2 separate regions of the Mustela erminea genome follow, and region 2 is linked to region 1. The links are chromatin contacts, called in public Hi-C maps. All regions are on one chromosome and are shown on one strand. Each heading gives the region's core, a stretch centred on a gene start, on an enhancer-like site or on the middle of the called end of the contact. The rest is flanking DNA. Distances are from core to core; before and after follow the strand shown.

The links. A called contact is a pair of places that touch in the nucleus more often than the background predicts.
Region 2: a Hi-C map of spleen shows a contact between it and region 1, with 11 times the contacts expected there. The contact joins the promoter of ENOX2 here to the promoter of LOC116582840 in region 1. A contact is called at or near these places in 2 of 3 Hi-C or Micro-C datasets (skeletal muscle and spleen).

The regions. Positions count from the first base shown.
Region 1 is chrX:109,865,620-109,872,650 of mMusErm1.Pri, reverse strand. It overlaps LOC116582840 (fibrous sheath-interacting protein 2-like), which reads left to right and starts at 4,467. Exons shown (of 23, transcript XM_032330633.1): 1 at 4,467-4,831; 2 at 5,185-5,310. The coding sequence starts at 4,715.
Region 2 is chrX:110,218,078-110,225,108 of mMusErm1.Pri, reverse strand. It overlaps ENOX2 (ecto-NOX disulfide-thiol exchanger 2), which reads left to right and starts at 2,536. Exons shown (of 14, transcript XM_032329524.1): 1 at 2,536-2,711; 2 at 4,001-4,049.

The DNA.
Region 1 (7,031 bases), core at 3,218-5,717:
AAAGGCAGCAAGGGGAAAAAATTACATACAAGGGAAATCCCAAAAGACTATCAACTGATTTTTTTGGCTGAAATTTTGCAGGCCAGAAGAAAGTGGCATGCTATATTCAAAGTGCTGAGAGGGAAAAAACCTGCAACCAAGAATACTCTATCAAGCAATACTATCATTCAGAATAGAATGAGACATAGTTTGCTAAATAAAAACTAAAGGAGTTCGGGTGCCTGGGTGGCTCAGTGGGTTAAGCCACTGCCTTCGGCTCAGATCATGATCTCAGGGTCCTGGGATCGAGCCTCATGTCCGACTCTCTGCTCAGCAGGGAGCCTGCTTCCTCCTCTCTCTCTCTCTCTCTCTCTCTCTCTCTCTCTCTGCCTGCCTCTCTGTCTACTTGTCATCTCTGTCAAATAAATAAATAAAATCTTAAAAAAAAAAAACTAAAGGAGTTCAACACCACTAAACCAGCCTTATAAGAAATGTTAAAGAGAATTCTTTGAGTGGAAAGAAAAGGCCATAATCAGGAGTAAGAAAATTAGGAAAGGGAAAAAAATCTCACAGGTATATAGGAACATAATAAAAGTAATAGATTAATCACTTATAAAACCAGTATGAAGGTTAAAGCACAAAAGCAGCAGAATCAATTATATCCATAAAAATCAGTCAAGAGATTCACAAAATAAAAGGATGTAAAGTAGGACATCATATACATAAAACATAGGGATAGTAAAAATGTAGTCCCTTTAGAAGGGGTTCAAACTTAAGCAACCACCAACTTATATAGATAGCTATATGCATAGGACTTTTTAAAAAAGATTTTTATTTATTTATTTGACACAGAGAGAGAGCACAAGCAGGGGGAGCAGCAGGCAGAAGGAGATGGAGAAGCAGACTCCCCTCCAAACAAGGAGTCCAACATGGGGCTCAATCCCATCACCCCGTGATCACAACCTGAGCCAAAGGCCAATGCTTAACTGACTGAGCCACCCAGGCACTCCTATGCATAGGATGTTATATGTCAACATATTGGTAAGGAATATGTCATTGGTAAGGAATTTGTCATAACGACAAAGCAAGAAACCAGTAATAGATATGCAAAAATAAAGAGGAAGGAATCGAAGCATATTGCTAAATAAAGTCATCAAACCACAAGGGAAGAGAGTCAGAAAAGAAAGGAATAGAGAAGAACTACAAAAACAATCATAAAACAAGTAACAAATCAACAATGAGTACACACCTGTTAATACTTACTTCAATTGGAAATAGACTAAATGCTATCAAAAGACATAAGTGGCTAAATAGATAAAAAGATGAGAACCATCTATATGCTGCCTATTGGAGATTCATTTCAGACCTAAAGACGCATGCAGGTTGAAAGTGAAAGAATGGGAAAGCATTTACCATCAAAATGGAAGTGAAAAGAAAGCTGGGGTAGCAATATCTATATTAGACAAAATAGACTAAAATAGACTGTAACAAGAGACAAACAATGACACTACATAACCATAAAGGGAACATTGCAACAAGACTATATAACAATTGTCAATATTGATGCAGCCAACAGGGGAGCACTCAAATACATAAAACAACTATTAACAGACATAAATGAAGTCCAGACAGAAAATCAACAAGGAAATAGTGACTTTGCATGACACACTGGGCCAGATGGATTTAACAGATATATTCAGAACATTCCATCCAAAACCAGCAGAACCCACCTTCTTTTCAGGTGCACATGGAACATTCTCCAGAATAGATCACAGGTTAAGCCCAAACAAGCCTCAACAAATTCAAAAAGACTGAAATTATATTGTGCATCTTTTCCAACCACGAGGGTATAAAACTAGAAATTAACACCAACAAAAAAAAATCTAGGAAAACACAAACACATGGAGGTTAAATGACATGCTACTAAACAATAAATAGGTCATCCAAGAAATCAAAAAGTAAAAGAATACATGGAGACAAATGAAAATGAAACTATAACAGTCCAAAATCTTTGGGATGCAGCAAAAGCTATTCTAAGAGGGACTATTATAGCAATACAATCTATCTAAAGAAGCAAGAAAAATCTCAATTTAACCTAGAAAGAGAAGGAAAAAAATCCCAAAGTCAATGGAAGGAAGAAATAATGAAAATTAGATCAGAAATAAATGATATAGAGACCTAAAAAAAGTAGAACAGATCATCGAAACCCAAAGCTGATTCTATGAAAAAATCAACAAAATTGATAAAACTTTAGTCAGATTCATCAGAGAAAGGACACAAATAAATAAAATCAGAAATGAAGGAGGAGAAATAACAACAGACACCAAGGAAATACAAAGGATTATAAGAGAATTTCATGAAATACTATATGCCAAAAATTAACCAACCTAGAAGAAATAAATTCCTAGAAACACAAAACCTTCCAAATGGAATCAGGAAAAAAAATAGAAAATTTGAACAGACTTATTACTAGCAATGAAATTGAACCAGTTCAGTAGAATTCACCTCTGAAGCCACTTGGTCCTGGACTTTTGTTTGTTGAGAGTTTTTTGATTACTGTGTCCCAAAATAAAAGAGAGAGAGAAAACACAGCTTTTGGAGTCAGTTAAATTGGATTCAAATCTCAGTTCTATCACATAATAGCCATTACCATTGTAAGCAATGTCTTCATCTATAGAGATGGAGCAAACACAGATGAGGTGTTGTAAGGATTAAAAGAGTGTTTAGCATAGCACCTGAAATTAGTAAATTCTCAGTAAATGGTAGTTATCGTTACTAAATGCCCAAGAAAACAAAGAAGTAGACCAAACATATGGAGATAAAAAATGGCCAACAAGCATATGAAAAGCTGCTCACTAATCATCAGAGAAATGCAAATCAGAACCACAATGAGCTATCACCTCACCCCAATAAGAGAGCCACTGTCTAAAAAATGAGAAAAAATAAAAGAACAGAAAATAATAGTGAAGACATGAAGAAATTAGAACACTTGTGTACTGCTGGTGAGACTGTAAAATGGTGCAACCACTATGGAAAACAATACAGAGATTCCTCAAAAAATTAGAAATAGAATTATTACATGATTCAGCAATTCCACTTCTGAGTATATAGTTAAGAAAACTTTGAAGTAGGTTCTCAAAGAGACATCTGTACACCCATGTTCATGGCAGCACTAGTCACAATAGCCAAGAGGTGGAAGCAACATAAATGTTCATTGATGGTTGAATGAATAAAGAAAATGTGGTGTATACATACAATGTAATATTATTCAGTCTTAAAAAGGAAAAAAAAATCATACCATACGGTACAACATGAATAAACCTGGAGGACATTATGCTAAGTGAAATAAGCTAATCACAAAAAGACAAACAGCATGTGATTTCACTTATACCACTTATATAAGGTATCTGAAATAGTCAAATTCATTGAAACAGAAAGGGTTACCAGGGCCTGGGGGGAAGGGAAGAAAGGAGATTTGTTTAATGGGTATAGAATTTCAGTTCAGATTGAGCGGGGTCTTCTCTGCCTACCTAAAAATGAAAGACTTCTGGAGATTTGTTGCACAATGTCAATGTACTGAGCAGTACAGTTAAAATGATTAAGATGGTGAATTTTATGTTTTGCCTGGTTTTTTTTATCATAATAAAAAGACATGGAGACAAAGTACAAACTCTTGACACACCAGCCCTGAATGTATTTACCATCTGGTGAACTCCTAGGCAGCAGGGAATGTTTTACTCACTGTTGTATCCTCAGCACCCAGCACAGTGTCTGGCATAGGGCAGGCACTCAAGAAATGTTGGCTAAGCTAATGAGAAGGTAGAAAGAAATAGGAGAAAGGGGGAGAAAGGGAGGGAGAGCAGGCCAGAGAGAGGAAGAGGCCAAGACAGGAAGAGGGAAGACAAGGGAAGAAAGCATTGAGCCCTAAAAAAGTTATTGTGTCCTATGTGGAAACTGGAGAGAGTATACCTAGGGAAAGAGAGGTCATGGTGTCTATAAAGTCCTCTGATGTGGAAAGTCAGGCCTCTGGCCCTAGGACAAACTACACAATTACTGGTGGACGTGTATTGAGCAGAATCACATAGCTTGTTGGGGGGCCAGGATGAATTTTAAGAATTACAGCCAGCTACCCACTGACAAAAGTTAGTACATTCCGGTTTAGTATATATAAGGGGTGTTGGAACGCCTGGGCGGCTCAGTCGGTGAAATGTCGACCTTTGGCACAGGTCCTGATCCCAGGGTCCTGAGATGGAGTACCCCGTGGGGCGCCTTGCTCAGCATGGAGCCTGCTTCTCCCTCTGCCTGCTAATGTCCCCTGCTTGTACTCTGCCTCTCTCTGACAAAGAATTAAAATCTTCAAAGGAAGGGTGTTGCTCTCAGAAAGAAACCTAATCTCCACCGCGCGCTCTCGCACCACACCTTTGGACCTTCCCCAAACTCTGAGGCTCTTAGAACTGCGCATGCGCCAAAGGTGGGTGGGGCGCAGCTCCAGCCGCCAGTAGTCCGCCATCCCTTTCTCCTCCCAGAGGCCTCTGCGCGTTGAGGACGTAAGACCGCCAGGACGGAGCACCGCACAGTGGGGGGCGTGGCTTAGGGGACGCGTTACCCTGGCGACCACCTTCTGGGTTGCCCAAAACTTGATCAGAGCGTAGAGCCGGAAAGGTGTGAGTTAAGAAGAGAAACGAAGACGGCTTGCAGCCCCAGCTCCCGGCACCCTGGGGGCTGACCGACGGCCATGGATCTGTACCTCAGCAACTGCTACAAGGCTGCTGAAGCCGCTGCCACTAAGGCGGCGGCCAGCAGCCTAACACGCGCCAGAGAGCACTGCGACACCGCGAGTGGCGGCGAATCGGTAGTCACCCTCCTCCTGGCTCCTGGGCGGGGTCTCGGGAAGGCGGGCGGACGGAAGGGGCGGAGACCTCAGCAGAGCGAGGTGTGGGGGAAAGGGGCGGGTGCTTGACCGCTCCGCTTCAGACTCCCAGGGCCCGCAGCCAGTAGCGAGAGCGGCCGCGGCCAAGAGATTGGCTGGTAACCGGGGGAAGCTGGGAGGCCTTCCGGGTTGTCAGCAGGGCGGGCTCTTTCAATCCTGAGTGTACAATTCTTTGGTGTCCTTGGAGGTATTAGCCCATTTTAATGTGAATAGATTGGTGTAAACTAAAAGAACAGTTCTTAAAAATAGCCAGACCTTCTCACTGTACCTGACAGGGCTCGCGCAAAAAAGACATTCCAGAGGTCGGAGCAGCTAATCTATTGGATCTCCCTCTTGGGGTCAAGCTGCCTATTATCCCAGGAAGCAACAATATATTCTATACTACAAATATAAATGAAAAGGTAAACTGAGTTTTAATAGTGCTTAAGTGATTTTCTTTACCCTTTTCAATAGCTCGCTATTAAACTTGAAACACTGCTATGATTTCGCTTTGAGTCAACTTCCACTTAACACACCCAGTTAAGTTAAATGAATTGAAGTGATTAGTGCCTGAGCTTCACTTCAATGATGGAAGACCCCATGATCTGCCTCAGCCATCCAGTTCAGCCTTATCTCCAGCCCAGAGCTTCAGTTCCCAAAGATTGAGCGGGGTCTTCTCTGCCTACCTACACTTACGTTGCTAATTCTTACATCAGTGCCTTTGTCCACCAGGCTCCCACAACTTGGTAGGCACTCTTCTCTCCTTTCTGACCTTCAGTCTGAGCCACCCTTTAAGAGCTACTATACAAAGCCTTTCCCAAGTGTTACAACACCCAACTCTCATCTTTCCATAGAATTTACATGGCGTTGGTCTGCACTATCTTACTCAGCACTGAATCAGCACTGTTAGTGATGCAGTGTGCCGCACTCATATTGTTACACATTTTAAGTCCTCTGCCTAACACCCTGTGCTCTGTCCAGAATTTAGGCCAAGCCTGAAGGAGGTTCAGAACTTTCTAGTTGAGAATGTGTTTTGATCACAATAGCAAAAGATTCTACAGAAATAATTCTAATTTCCTTACTCTTGCACTGTCTAGCACAGCATCAAGGATGAATAGGGGCTTCTTGGTATTTCTGATAATTGTTTGATATATATGACTTTTTTAGGTTTTATTGCTGGAAAACTATAATAGAGTTTCTCTTTTGAAAACATAGTGTTCTACTAAATAAATGCCAACCTCACAGAAATTGACTGAGTCACATTCCCGCAAGTTAGCTTTCCTGAAACATATTCAAAACCTATTTCACTACTAGTAATAACACTGCTTCCTACTTTGTAACTGTAGCCCAATCTGTTGGGTTTTTTTCCCTCAAACATCTTCTATTTGCTATATTTCTATTCTGTTCCTGTTTTACACTTGTTAACTACTTCTTATTTCCAGATTTTTCTATACTGAATTATACTGATTGTCTCTGTACTTTATTATATTGATTACCCCAAAATATATGCATTTGATCATGATCAGGCACTACATTCAGCTACCCTGAACACTAACTTTGTGGAATCTTTGTCTTTTAGCAGGATCTCCTCAAGAAAGTAAGATTTAATATTTTACACCTTTAGTTGTTTGTTTGTTTGTTTCTTTGTTTGTTTTTTTTAACTCATTTTACCCTAATGACCACCTTGTAAGGTGAAGCTAGGATTTATCTAATGTCACAGGTAGGTAATAGTAGAGTTCAGACCAGAACCACTGTCTTCTGACTCTCAGGCCACACTCCATTACTGGACCTTGCTGCTTCCTGAACTGCAGACTACTTTAGCAGATCACTACAGAAACAGGGAATTTAAAGGTCCCTCATGTGTTCTGAATGCAGATAGAAGCAAAATGATGGTATTTGACTGTCTTTTTTTCTGTCAAATTAAAATGGTAACAATGTTACCTACCTTTCTTTAGCTATGCATTAATCCAAACCTGACAAGTGATCCTATATGACATTCTGATACCAAACTTATTCTCAGATAATGTATTTATAAGTTAATTTGCTTATTAGTATACTATACTTAGGTAGCAACTGTTCACAAACTCCTAAAATTGTTTTTATTGAATGCTAATAGTAAATACTTTGCCAATTAACTTAGACA
Region 2 (7,031 bases), core at 1,287-3,786, 350 kb before region 1:
GCAATCTAATAAGCCTTGCAGAAATACTACTTGTCACAGATATGTATTTTAATTATTAATCTTATTTATTGATATATCCCCCCCAATTAGAGTATAAGTTCCAGAGGAAAGGGATGTTACTTGTTTTATTCCCCACTTCTCTAATCCCAACATCTTGAATTATGCCTGGAAAGTTGTAGGTACTCAAAAAAATATTTGTTGAATGGATAAACGAGTAGTTCCTTGCTACTCTTCTCCCTTTTATTTGACCTCTCTATGTTATATTCTAGTAATTACACTTTATTTCCTCTTGGTTCATCTATGTGGCCATTTCTTCTCAGCTCCCTTTGAAAGCAAGGAAGCTTGACTTCCTCTACCTACTCCTTGAATATAGTTATTTTCTAGGATTCCAAACTTAATCTTTGTCCTCTAAAAATTATTATTCTAAACACTAAGTGAAATTTAATCCATATTTGCTTAGTTAATTACCATCTATATACTGAAGTCTCTCAAATGTTTAGTTCCAACCCAGACCTCTCTCCTGTGCTTCAGACCTATACTTCCTTGCAGTCACTGGTTATCTCCACCCAAATGTTCCACAGACTCCTCAAATTTTAAGTGTCCAAAACTTAATTTCTCCTATCCTTCACAAAACTTGTTACTCTTTCTGGGTTCCCTATCTAAATGAGCAGTATGACCACATACTCTGTCTTCCAAATCAGAACTTGAGAGTCCCGAGACACTCCATCATTTCCCTTACTTTCCATATCCAAATTATCACCAAGTCCATCTGATCATACCATTTCCTTGCTTAAGATCCTGTGATAGTTCTCTACTACTTTCAGGTTAAATTTTGAATTCATCGGTATAGCCTCCTATTACTGACTGATCTAATTTTTTTGTGGGGGGAGGTAAGGGGAGGTGTTCTCTGCACTTTCTCACATTCTTATTCCTCAGTATAAAATATGGTTGACCTCCTTACCCCCAGATGCCTTACGAGTTCTTCAAATCTCACCATTCAAGCATGGTTTCTTCCAAAAGTAGAATGAGTTTTGCCACTTCTATTGTCTTGCAGAGCCCTATGCAGACCTTTTTTAGAGCCTTTTCACATTGTATACTCCATCTCCTCTTACAGACTGTGAGCTACTTAAAGGCAAGGACTGGTTTCTAATTCTGTAGCAATAGTGCTTAGCCCAGAGCCTTCCACAAAGCAGTTTCCTGAGTAAGCTATTCAATCCATTAAGTCCTCTTATTTTTTCATTTCTCTTTTATAATTTTAGGCAATTACCTTAGCAAAATGCAATCCCTCTTTGTTTGCATTCATTCCACTTGTGAGTCAAAAAGTTGTCCTGATCAGTAAAATTGTAGTAACCCAACTGTAACAATCATTTCAACTATAAGGATTAATCTCTAACAAAGAAAAAAAGTCAAAAATTAGGAGTGAAATCAACCTTAATAAACCATCATTTTCCTCAGCTTTTAAATGGCTTGAAAGTGCTAGATGTCTCCATCTATTTCTTTATCTACCCCTTTTAGCACAACTTTTACCAAAACAATAGTTTATTTTTTTAAGATTTTATGTATTTATTTGACAGAGAGAGAGACTCATGCGAAAGCAGGAACCCAAGCATGAGGAGTGGGAGAGGAAGAAGCAGGCTTCCTGCTGAGCAGGGAGCTGGATGGGGGTCTCTATCTCAGGACACCGGGATCATGACCTGAGCGGAAGGCAGATGTTTAACAGCTAAGCCACCAAAGCCCCCCTAAAACAATAGTTTCTTAAAGAAATATACATTTATTTCTTATTATTCATGTTGTACTCTCTATCTGTTCTAAAATTGTTGCATTACACCAGTGAAGTGGCAACTGTTCTTCGTGACAACGACATGGTTTCCTTATGGGGTAAGTGGGCTTCTGTTGGGTGGGCTTAGATCACATTGCTCTGTCTCTTATGATACTACTTCAAAGGAAAAATGTGATACCCTACTGAAAACATGGTATACATTTTCCCCAGAACCTCTGAAGTGATTCTAATGCAGATGGTTCACACAGAACACACTATGACAGGTTTAAAGGACCAGTTATTCTAAGTCTATCAGAGCATAAATAACAGTTTTAAAAGTCGTTCAACCAAACTCAATGAGAATTTTAAATCACGACATAAAGTGCTTCCCCCAAAATGCTAACAGCTTAACCAATAGTAAAATAAATCTTGAACCCCCACAAGCACATCACCATACCCCAAGAAGCGAGAGTCTGTAGGGCACTACATTGCAAACTACAACACCCACAATACCCTCCCTCATCTGAACTCAGTGTTGATCCAACTGGTGGTAGGAATTGTGGGTATTCAGAAAGAAGGGCCTCAACTCCATCTCCCATAATCCTTTGTCCTCACTTGAGTCTCTCCGCCAATGCCGACACTAGACCCCCCCCAGGAAGCACAGCCTCCAGCGGCCTAAAACTACATTTCCCATGAGGACAAGGGACTGGGCCTCAGGCTTCCCTGGTGACCAGTAACCAATAGGAGAGGCTGAAGCCGCCGAGTTGTGGGTGAGAATCTGGCCCTGGGCCTGAGCGTCCGGCCTAAGCCGGCTAGCACAAGGCGGGGAGTTGGGAAGACCGTGGCTTGACGCGAGGCGCCGCGAGGGCGCCGTACTCTCAGAAGCTGTCACGCCGGCCCGATTTTCCACGGCTGTATAAGAAGTAGCCCTTCGGTAGCCGGGGAGCTGGAGGTCAGAGAGGCAGAAAGCCCGAGTGGCTATGGCTGGGGACTGTGGGACCGAGGGGGGCGAGGGAGGAGGGTGCTTCCGGGCCGCTGTCTTCAGCGTTTAACTCCGCCCAACTCCGCCTCTGCCGGGGAGGGGGTGTCGGGACTGGGAGTCAGGGGTGGGTTTTTGAGTTTTTCCACGGCAGTTTCCTTGAGTTTTGAGCCTCGGGAGCGCGCCCTCTTTACTTCTTTTCCTACTTCGCCCGCTTGCTTTTTCTCCTTACAACGCTATCGTCTGTCCCCGCTGCCGTCCGGTGCCACCTCAGAAATCTGAAGTTAGGGTTCTCTACCGGGATCTTCTTAGGCGACGTCTGGACTCTTTTTACTACCGGGAGGAGTTTCCTCTCTTCCCTCAGTTTACATTTCAGATTTGGGCACACACCATTCCCAATGCACACACTCCCCGATGTTTCCTCTGGGGGCGTGGGAATTCTCGCCACGCCTAGAGAGTGACTTTTTGCCAAATTTTCACTTTTTGCTTCCTTGCTGGTGAGATGAAGATCGTCGCCCTCTCTTTATTGGCCCTTCCAGCCACCTGGCCCTTCCCTGACCAGATCTTTGGAGTGGAAAGGGTTTCTCGTCAGTTTCTAGAAGGGGTGGGGAGTAGTAATAGAAGAAATTTCGCTTTTGAGGAACATGTGGTTAAGGTTCAGTGCAGTGCTTTGGTGAGAGGCAAAGGCAAGTTAGACCTCTTTTAAAAACCGAGCGCTTTTGGGTTTTCCAGTACGGACTCATACAGCACTGATACTGACAATGATTTAGGGGGCATACTGACTGCGGAATAAATTAGACGGCGAAACAGACCGTATCAATTATTTTACTATTACAAAAACGTGCAAAAAATTTGTAATACTGATGGAGTTGGGAGTTGACATTGTCCTCTGTCTTCCAGACCAGTCCTGGTAGGTTTTGTGGAGGAGGTGATTTTTAAATTTCAGCTCCAAAGGTGTAAAGAGGATTTGAAATGGGCAAAGAGGAGAGAGAAAATGCTTTCTGGTACCGGAACTGGTATCTGAGAAGGGTAGATTAAAGAGAGAGCACTTTTGTGAAGGGCGGGCATGGGTATGCCTGACTGGAATAAAAGGTGTCATCAAGGAGAGATTGTGAAAGAAATAGTGTTGGAAAGCCTGGGGTCATAATAACAGGATACTTTAAAGCATCCACATAGTTTGGATATTATTCTATATCAAGCAAAACTAAAGACAAAAAATTAAGATTGGGTGATTTTTGTGTGTGTTTTTCTTTTCATCCTAGGGGAACCTGATTTGAGATCATTTCTTGGAGAACACAAAGAAGTGTGGTGGTATGTTCCAGGTGTGAGTTTAATTTAAATCCAAGAAAAACTTTGTCTTATACATGTTTTATTAGTGGCTATTCTTAGCTACACCCTACAGCTGTCATTTTAAAACCTGGTGCTGTAAATTTATTGTTTTAAGAAGTATGTTTGCTGTCCTTATACGTCATGTTATCTGAATTGTCATTTCACTGGGCAATAATAATCACTATTTATTGAGCCCATGTGATGTTCAGGCACTATCATAAGCACTTTGTTGCATTATCTTAAGAGTTTTACGAAGTAGGTACTATTTTTCCCAGTTTTCTAGAAGAGAAAGCTAAAAGGCAGAGAAGTGAAACAATTTACCCAAAGTCATATGGCTTGTAAGGAGTTGATTTGGGGTTTGGGTGTATAGATGGCTGGCTTGAAAGCCCATGCTCTCTCTGCCATGGTTTACTAGTCTCACTGTTCACTTTTGTTCTTGACTTTCCATTTGTGGTAAGGAAAGATTATTGTGTTGATCACCCTGGCAGAAACCCAAATGATTCACTTTTAGTTTCTATGTCAGTATGTGTGTGCTGTAAAGTAACTGCCAAAACCGAATTAGCTTAACTGCTATTGCAGCCGTAGCTAATTGTGTCTGCCAAAACTATAGTCAGTATGGCTATTTCTGAATCAGATAAATTCTCTTTAAAAGACATGTCTTACATGTAAGCTATTTGGACCTGAACAGTACTTTAGGCTTTATTATAGCTTTTGTTTTAAGTGACCTCCTATGTCACTAGGTCTCCTTTGTGACCTTTGCTCACATGCAGTGCTCAGGATGCAACAGAGTATGAGATGTGAGCTCTCCCTAGGTCTATCTGGGGAGGTGTATGACCGTAATTCTGAGATAATGTGTAGTATAACAGAGATAGGGACAAAGTGCTATTGGAAGGGTAAAGGAAGGAGTGTCTAACTGTCAGGGAGAAGTCTTCTGTAAAGAGGTGACCTGACAGGTCTTGAAGGATAATGAGTTTTCCAGGCAGAGAGCAGCAGAGAGGAGGCATTCCAGATTAGAAAGAACAGTCTGTGAAAGATATGTGGCTATAGAAGAGCAAAGCATGTCCATTCAATATTTAGGAATTCGGCATGGCTAGGGTATAGATTGTTTGGGGAAAGGAAGGTTTGTAATGGAAAAATAGGTTGGGGCTCATTTGTGAAGTACCCTGAATGCAGTGCTAAGAAATTTGGATGTGCTCAGGGTGCCTGGGTGGCTGAGTCGGATAAGCATCCGAGTCTTAAGCTCAGCTAAGGTCTTGATCTCAGGGTTGTGAGTTCAAGTCCTGCTTTGGGCTCCATGCTGGGCATGGAGCCTACTTAATAATAATAATAATAATAATAATAATAATAATAATAATACTTTTTTTAAAAAAAGAAAGAAATTTGGATGTGCTCCCATAGACCATTGTTTTTTAAACTGTAGGATATCTGCCAGTGGTGGTTATGTTGTACTTCCACAAGCATTTTAAGTTTTAGTAATTATATATTCTGATGTGTCTCATAAAAGGTAAAACTGAATTATATCATCAAACCTAAGGTTATGGAGGAAATGGCTTAGTAAAAATAAAAAGTAAACAAGTTTTATGTTTATTTAAAGACAGATGTTAAGTAAATAATAGTACACGTGGTGTGTGAATATGATAGTACTTAAATAAAATTTGGGAATTAATGATTGTAGGCAATAAAAAACATTAAAATATTTTAGGAGAGGAGCACCATAATGAGATTTTTACTTTAGAATGCACTGGAGGGGGAGCCTGACCAGTTAGGAAGCTAGAGATGTTGAGGACCCAAGGGAGCTGCATATGAGAGGAGGGAACAGATATAAGAGACATTTAGAAGGTAAAATTAGTAGGACTTGGTAGAAGTGATTATTATATTCTGTCAGTGTCATCAGACTTATTTTTGAAAGTCTCTGTGTCACTTGTCTGTTATCCTTTATATTCTAAGATGTGCATGTTATTGCCTAACTCAGTCCATGGACATGATATACATGAAGGTAACACTGGAGGCTGTTTTCACGAATGGGTTTGGATTACACACAGGCAGCTTCACTGCCTTATTGAGTGCCCTTAACAGCAGTGGCACAAATATTCAAGGCACTGGTAAGGAGTATGAGTATGATCTGTGACCCTTAGTCATCTGAGGAACTCCTCCCTCAAGTCTCAGTTCAAATATCAACACCTCTTTTTTAAAAAAAAAATTTACTTATTTTTAAATTTCTTTTCAGTGTTCCAGAATTCATTGTTTATGCACCACACCCAGTGCTACATGCAAAACGTGCCCTCCATAATACCCGCCACCAGGATCAACACCTCTGAAGCCTTTCCTGCAACTCTCCCTGCCCCCACACTACGCACAGACACATGCAGGCATACATGAAACAATGTTAGGCTCCTGGCCTCCATGGAACCCTGCACTTACCTCTGTCTTAGGCTGCACCACATTATAGTGTGTCAGTCTGTGGATGTGTCTGGCTCTCCCCTAGACTGTGAGCTCCTTGAGGGCAGACGCCAGGTCTCTTTTATCTCCATACCCGGAGAATCCAGAACAGCTCTTAGCACTTGGTAGATAAATATAAAATGGTTATTGGATGAAAGAGATGGATACACATAGTCATATGAATGTAATTCAGAACTTTGGTACCATAGTGCCAAATGTTGCGAGAAGATGAGCTGTTTGCTACATTAGCTGCTTTTGCTGAATAAAGCAGTAAATTAAAGTGTCCTGAATGCATAACTTCGCTAGAGGTTTCTTTCTTTCTCATTTTTTCATTTTCCTTCACTCTTCTGTGGTCCCCTTAACTTTTTCATTCTCCTCAATTATCGACCCAGCCACCTGTTCCTTCGGCCTGCTCATTGCTTTGCTCCACTTGACAGGGTTCACATTGTCCCCGGCCCAATAGTCTGCCAAGGAGCCATTCCTCCTCCACCCACCAAATGCAGTTGACTCCATCCTTGAAATCAC